Linked DNA regions of Mus musculus: region 1 is linked to region 2. A link is a contact called in public Hi-C data. All regions are on one chromosome and are shown on one strand. Each heading gives the region's core, a stretch centred on a gene start, on an enhancer-like site or on the middle of the called end of the contact. The rest is flanking DNA. Distances are from core to core; before and after follow the strand shown. Region 1 has its middle 4.8 kb from the start of S100a10. Region 2 has its middle 23 kb from the start of Rptn.

Region 1 (3,693 bases), core at 489-2,988, 180 kb after region 2:
TAGTAAAACTCCTATCTAACTTGAGCCGAGTACTTATTAAGTTCTGCGAACTCTGCTAAGTATTCACATGTATTTTCTTATTTATATTCATAAAGTCCCTAGGAGGTAGGTGTCTGCTATGGGAGGCTGGGTAACATATTCAAGATCTCACAGATAATAAACAACAGAGAAAATATGATTCACTCCCAAGTGAATCTGAAGAGCCTGCCCTAGTTGGTAGCTGGTTATTTTGTTACTTTTGTTTTTCCATTGCCAGCAAGATATTTTAACAGCTCCCTGTAAACACTGCCCTTCTAGGCTCATCTCAAGTCACCTCCCACCACAGTGGTGGTTTTCAGTTCTGCTATCAGACTAACGTTACCCTCACCTCGATTCCCTCCCTTCCCCCCCCCCCCGCCCCGCCCCCCGCCGCCCTGCCCACAACCCTAGGTCCTCTTCCTCCCTTAAATCTGGGTTTCAATATCCCCAACTCAGGGCAACCTTCTCTGACTGTTTATCTAAAACAGGTCCCCTCTAGTCTCCTCATAGAATCTTATTTTTTCCATTATGGAACTCATTGCAACTCACAAATTTAAGTTTTCATCTTAATTTTCATTTCACTTCTCTTTTTCACTAGAAGAGGCTCATGTCTTAGTTGGGGTCAGTATTACTGTGCTAAAACAAAATCAGTTTGGGGAGGAAGGAGTTTATTTGCCTTTTGCATCCACACCATCATTTACCACTGAAGGACATCAGGGCAGGAGCCTGAGTCAGGAGCTGATGCAGTGGCCATGGAAGAGCACAGCTTGCTGGCTTGGTCTCCATGGCTTGCTCAGCCTACTTTCTTATAGCACTAAGGACCATCAGCCCAGGGAGGGCGCCATCCACATTAACCATCCCCCAACAATCACTGATTGAGAAAATTCCCTCTAGACTTGTCCACAGCCTGATTTTTATGGAGACATTCATTGTCTTAGTTGACATTCTCTCCTCTCAGAAGGCACTGGTTGGCGTCAAGTTGACATAAAATTATCTAACACAGCTCTGGGTCAGAGATTTTCTGTCTTGGTCACTTGCAGGAGCCAAATCACTGTGGGAATTGATAAATTGCTCAGTAAATATTTGATAGAGTATAATCATTTGAATTTGCATCTTTTCTAGAGATGGAAGTGGTGATTTCCAACCTTGAACTAAAAGGACTTTTGCAGGACTGGCAGTAGGGCTCAGGAGTTAATAGAAATTGTTGCTCTTTGAGAGAACAGCAGTTCACTTGCCAGCATGCACATCAAGTAACTTCAAGTCCAGGGGATCCAACAACCTCTTCTGGTCTGGGCAGAGACCTGCACTCATATGACATACATATGGCACATATACATACAAGTTAAAAATAAATATTTTTTAAATGGGGGGAAATTCTGTAGGAAAAACAAAAGCAATAAAACACTAGTCGTTCAGTTGCTGCCACTTTAAGACGGAGATAAGTCAGCCTTGTCTGAATGAAGCCTCCACTCACTTTTGGTAGTGGCCAACAGCCCAACCTGGTTCTTCTAAAGCTACTTCTCGTGCAAAGTAGATGACACAGAAGAGGTGGTACCTGCAGAAACTGAGCAAGACAACTTCATGCTCATTAGATGGCTCAGTTTTTTTCCTGCATGAATACATCCGCCCCCATTTTACCCACAATGAAACAGCTGACTGGCTGTGTGTGTGTGTGTGTGGGGGGGTGTACCTAGATAGAGCCTTAGGGCTAAGAAGGAGAGCGGCTCACTTCCTGTTTATATTCTTCAGTGGCTTCTTATCTTAGACCCAAGCTCACACTTCCTAAACAGAGGCCAACAAAGGCACCAGTGTCAGGACTGTGAGCTTTAAGGTCTTTGCGTTTTCCCTGTACCACTGAGGACACTCCTGAGTCCATACCAACACCTGACTTTTCCTCCTATCTACACCACCATCCCAAAGTTCCTGATCGCTACTGGTGCTCTAAGATTCACAGAAAAGATACGTTCCTTGTAGGAATCCATATAAAGCAAGCATGTGAGCAAAGATGTTTGCTGGTCCTTTTGGGCTGGAGAAGTGGCTCAGTGGTTAAGAGCACCAACTGTTCTTCCAAAGGGTCCTGAGTTCGAATCCCAACAACCACATGGTGGCTCACAACCATCCGTAATGAGATCTGACACCCTCTTCTGGTGCATCTGAAGACAGCTACCGTGTACTTACATATAATAATAAATAAATCTTTTAAAAATTGTTCCTTTTACATATTATGTGATTTGAATCAGCGCTCGATATATGGTACAGTTTCACCCATAGCCAGGATTCATGGGTCCAGGAATCAAGGGGTGGAAAAGGGAATAGTTCCACTTATTATCACTCCTAGTGACCCTCTAGGAAAATTTTTGCTTCCTGTCCCCATAACTCTAGGTTCTGCTGGCCTAGAAGTTTTGGCTCCAGAGAGGGGAGTGCTCCTACCAGGAGCTACAACAAACATTCCATTGAACTGGAAGCTCAGACTTCCCCCTGGTCATTTTGGGCTTCTACTGCCCTTAAACCAACAGGCTAAAAAAGGAATAACAGTGTTAGGAGGGGTGATAGATCCAGGTTACCATAGGGAAATTGGATTACCTCTTCACAATGGTGGTAAGCAAGATTATTTCTGGAGTGTAGGAGATCCCTTAGGGCGTCTCATAGTACTACCATGTCCTGTGATTAAAGTCAATGGGAAACTACAACAGCCTAATCCAAGCAGGATGACAAAGGACGCAGACCCATCAGGAATGAAGGTATGGGTCAATCCTCCAGGAAAAGAGCCAAGACCTGCTGAGGTGCTGGCTGAAGGTGAAGGAAATACAGAATGGGTAGTAGAGGAAGGTAGTTATAAATACCAATTAAGGCCACGTAACCAGTTGCAGAAATGAGGATTATATAATATTATTATATATTAATTATATTATATAATATTATTATATAATATTGTATTATATAATAATATTATAGTTAGAAACAACTTTAATATTCAGCTCTCACTATTTTGGGTACACTAGTATAGTCATATCTATTTAAATCAGTTTTTCTTCTTTTCCTTTCTGTTTTGCCAGAACAAAACAAAACAAAACAAAACAAAACAAAACAAAACAAAACAAAACAAAAGGCTTGACCAGATCAGTGTAACTGAAGAGCACTGAACCTGCAGGATTGACTGCTATGACTCCTCCAAGGGCATTGAAATTGATGAATAAAGTTTCTTCAGCTATGATTTATGCTTACCTAGTATCTGGTAGATGACAGAATGTTAGACTAGGCTGTACAGGTTTCTTCATGGTACAGGGCACAAAGATACGACACACAAAGAAAATACTGTAACTTCCAGGAGCTATGAATACTTCACCCTATCAGTATCTAGGACAGATTGGTCAATGACCCTGTGCTGCCCAAAATACTAGCACTCAAAAGAATGTTACTCCATTTACTCGGGTTATGTTGTAGCAAAAGACCCTAATTCTTGGGGCTTTTTTTTATCCCCCTCCTCAGCCCAACTTGCCCAGCGATGGGTTCTTGGTCAACAAGCAATTTTCTTCCTTGTATTGATTTGGGGATCGAGGCTCTTCCCAGCTGTGGTTCTTCTACCCCAAGAGCCTTGGAGTCTTGGCAGACATAAAGAAGAAACATAGAGAAGTCACCTTTGCTGCCTGAATATGGAAATGACTCACCTGACTT
Region 2 (4,162 bases), core at 176-2,675:
AACAGCCAGTCAGGCTACAACAGCAGGATCAAGGTACATACAGATAATCCAAGACACCCTGCAGAAAATAGATACCCTAGCCATCCTGTTTGACAGGTAGTTCTGCCCCCGTGTTTGGTTCATGAAGATTATGCCAGAAATTCAGTTTATAAAATATTAACTTGCTGACCCATATGGAAAGTCCCCAAGCTTTCTGTAACCACAATAAATACCCACACCCCTAGACTTGAGGCTCTCACTTCTGACCCACTGAGATGGGGACCTGGGGGAAGGGGGGAGTCCTTGCTCACAAGCTCATAATAAAGACCCTTGTGAGTTTGCATTAGAATTGGATCCTCTATGGTTTTGGGGTCCCCGCGACGTGAACATAACAATTTATTTAGTTTTTTGTTTTTGTCTACTAGTACCTGACTGTGAAAAGTTTATAACCACATTTACAGTTTTAGTTTTTTAGTGTTTGTTTGTTTGTTGTTTGTTTTGAGACAGGGTTTCTCTGGAATTTGTTCTGTAAACCAAACTGGACTCAAACTCACAGAGATCCACCTGCTTCTGTCTCCCAGTCCTGGGGCTAAAAGTATGTGCCATCACTCCCAGCAGTCACTTCCCTCTTCTCAAAACCTCAAGGTAACGTGTTTTTACATGATAATTTCCAAACCTACAGATTGGTCCACGTTGGTTTTCACACCAGGGTGCTTAGTTCGAGGTGCTTCCTGTAGGAAGTGCTGTAAGCTCATCAACTGAGGTAGAAACAAAAAATAATTTTATAGTTGGTGGTCATCACAACATGAGGAACTGTACTAAAGGGTAGCAGTGTAAGGAAGGTTGAGAACCACTGCAACCAGACAGAGGGGCAGCCAAGCCTCTCCATATGGTTAACTCAAAAAAGAACTGCTGGGTATGGGGTGTCTTGTGTTCTCTTTCAGGGTTTTTGTGTTTGTTATTTTTTGGCTTAAATCTCCATCTCTTTGAGCCTAGCTCCCAGGTACCTGGAGCAGCAGTAAACATCAAGGGCACCCTTTTACTCCTGGACCCACCATAGAGATGGAGGGAGAGTAAAACTCTACTAAATTTGGATAACTAATGTCATTCAGCTTTCTCACTCCAATCTGCTCCATGCTATAGAAGATCAGAACCTTGCCACTGGCACAAGGTCTGTCACACAGGACACACCTTGCTCATCAAGACCCTTTACAGTGCCCTTGAGCTATTTCTGACCTTGAGGTGAGTTACCCTGGCCCCAGGGCAGTTGGCTGCCTCATAACTCCACTTCAGATTTTTTGCAATGAATGGAATGGTCAGTGAACAGTAATAACAACAACAATGATGAAGTTAACAAGAACAGCAACACAAGTAGATACTTGGTAGCTCCTTGTCTTTCTATGAGCCAAGGGAAGGAGTCTAGATCTTGATAAAGCAGTATCTCACTGTGACTGTCAGGTGCTCTGAGCCCAGAGCCTCCATTACATCACTGGTAGCAGGCGGAGCCATACAAACCTCTACAACTCACAAATCCAGAGTCAATACCAGAGCTCTGTGGCACAGCCAGAAAGACAACTGCGCCACCCTTGATCTACTCTGGCATTCCAGGGAAGATATGACCGGGGACTGTAGCCTGTCCTGAGGGATAACTCTTGAATTCAATTTTGGAAACAATTAAATAAAATATAAGGTCTGTTTAGACATTCCCCAGAACCAACTGTACCTAAGGAATTGAGCCCTTCCTAAGACCTCTCTCTCTCTCTCTCTCTCTCTCTCTCTCTCCCTCTCTCTCTCTCTCTCTTCCTTTCTTCCTCTTTTTGAGTCTGACTACTGTCCACCCAATCTGAAAGTACCTGAAATTCTTCTTGGAATGAATGGTCCAAAAGGACTGTGTGGGCCCAGGACTTACCACCCCAAATCCACTCCAGGGCCTATGAGTCTCTGTGTCTGTCTCCCTAGGGGCAGGCACCAGCCTTCTTCAAGGCTTTAGCAGGAGAGAAGCCCTCCCCACCCACCCACCCACCCCCACCGTTCCATGCTTCTTTATATAAGTACCCCAGCTTATAATTATGTGTGTATGGATGTGTAAGATGATTTTACTATTACATTGATCTTGCCCAACTGTCTGAGACTGAATCTGATCTTGCAGGCATTGAACAAACCATGTATAGATTTACATACAAAAGAACGTGAACAAATGAGTTCCAGTCACTTCTGAGTGCCATGTTTTATGAGAGGAGTGAAACTACAAAACGTCTGGAGATAGCGCCACGACTGTGAATATTCTGGAGACTCCACCAAATGAGAAAAAGTTAAAAGAACAGAAGCCAGAGACAAAAATGAACACGTAAGAGAGGGCTTTGTTGATAGTTTTCTGAAGCCACATATAAGGAAGATTTTTTTTTTAATTTTCCAATCCTTTCTTTTGTCTTTTGATTAATTATTTTGGAATCTCACATCATGAACCCCATCATGCTCACCTCCCAGTCCTCCCATGTTCACCCCTTCCCCAAGAGTCCCGCCCCCCCCAAAAAAAAGAAAGGAGGGGAAAAGTCCATTTTTATGTTGTCCATGTACTCATTGGAGCATGGTCACTTAGAGTGTCGAGCCCCTTCAAGGGAAGATGAGTTATTCTCTACCTGTACCCTAAAGAGAGCCTTGCCTAGGGAGGGGCAGGTCCAACTCAGCACAGCCCACGAACACTTCAGTGGTAACACAAGCACAGACATCAACATATCTCCTAGCTGCATCAGGACCATTGACCCACATGGTCCTCAGCTGCTTCATGGACCAGGGGCTTCAACACGGCCTCAGGTGGCTACACATGCCATCACTCACATCCAGAGGGCCTACCAAGGCAGCAAAGTCAAGGCATGAGTCAGCGGCACAGACTCAGGCTTCATCTTGGCCTGGACCAGCAGCATGGATCACAGACACCATCAACATGGCATTGGGTGGCATCACAGTCAAAAGATCACAAAGGAGGCAAGAGAATGACAAAAATACCTCTGGCCTAGAGAAAAGACTGAGTCAAACCTTAACCATGCTTGACTCCTGCCCAGAGCCCTACCACCCTTGGGATTGAGGAGACTGCCTTTGTTGTTCTCTTGACTTCTTGTCTCAGACAGCTTTTGAACACATCACCTTTCACAACCATTTCAGGCACACAGCTCATCTCTACCTCCTCCCTCCCTATTCCTGCATCAGAGAGAGAGAGATGGCTCCCCAAAAGGAAAAACCAGCCTGACCAATTCAGATGTCTAACCCCTTAAGCCTCTTGATTGCCCATGAAGGGCTTCATAATTATACTGCATCGAACTGACTCAGAGCAAATTAAACCGATTTCCACAGTGATGGATGTCCTCTCTTCGTTGATGACGTAACACTGCAAAAGGAATCAGCTAAAATGCAGGATTAAGGGTTTAACTGAGATTCATCAAGAGCCTATTTCCAGACCACCACCACCCAAAAAAAAAAAATTGTATTAAAAATTCCATCTCATGTTTAGTGTCTGTTTCCCATCTGTCTTTCTGCTTCTTGATCTGCTATAGATTAAATCAGAAGTGAACAAACTTTTTCTGTAAAGACCAAGCTGACAACTATCCTAGGTATTTGTGATTCAGGAATAATACATGGGCACTCAAATTCAACAAGACAGAAATCTTCACAATTTTCGGCAAAATCTAAAACATAATAATAAACAGGTGAAAATTATAACACAAATCTGGCAATAATAAAAACAAAATTCTTGAAGAGTTAACACTTGATTGCAGTGGAACTCAAAGTTACTTCTGTCAGTCACCAAACTCTTGCAAAATCCCACATGATAATGCCAATGTATTATGAGGGTTTTAAACTTTCCACTTGAATATTTCCATTTTAATACCTTTTCACACAGATATTGCCAAGAACTGATTATAAAATAAATGAATTGTAGTTAAGATGCTTATAATTTGTAAGACAATTAATTGTCTTTAGTTGTTTATCTCTATGCTTTATAACATACAGTGACTACTGCCCACTTCCAGTTGAAGAGTTGAGGAAATCTTTAATTGCACATCTAATTGGACTTTAACTTAGAGATCTCTTTTATACTTGTACCAAAAAGTTTGACACAAGTTCAGAAGAAATGTTAACCACAAACTTTTGTGGGAATCAAGGTTCCACTTACTTTATTTTATTC

Evidence for each region. A called contact is a pair of places that touch in the nucleus more often than the background predicts.
Region 1: a Hi-C map of the MNK3 cell line shows a contact between it and region 2, with 4 times the contacts expected there. The contact joins two enhancer-like sites. A contact is called at or near these places in 4 of 39 promoter capture datasets (embryonic stem cells, neural stem cells, neutrophils and 1 more), 8 of 484 Hi-C or Micro-C datasets (B cells, CD8 T cells, the MNK3 cell line and 5 more) and 2 of 115 datasets of contacts at active chromatin or transcription factors (embryonic stem cells and large pre-B cells).

Annotation. Positions count from the first base shown.
Region 1 is chr3:93,548,468-93,552,160 of GRCm38.p6, forward strand. No RefSeq gene overlaps it. Among named protein-coding and RNA genes, the nearest start is that of S100a10, 4.8 kb to the right of the region's middle. Within about 2 kb of position 1,739, at least 73 of the 459 cell types and tissues checked have an H3K27ac peak or open chromatin away from gene starts, as enhancers often do. A contact at or near this core is called in the MNK3 cell line, where this site is marked.
Region 2 is chr3:93,368,351-93,372,512 of GRCm38.p6, forward strand. No RefSeq gene overlaps it. Among named protein-coding and RNA genes, the nearest start is that of Rptn, 23 kb to the right of the region's middle. Within about 2 kb of position 1,426, at least 11 of the 459 cell types and tissues checked have an H3K27ac peak or open chromatin away from gene starts, as enhancers often do. A contact at or near this core is called in the MNK3 cell line, where this site is marked.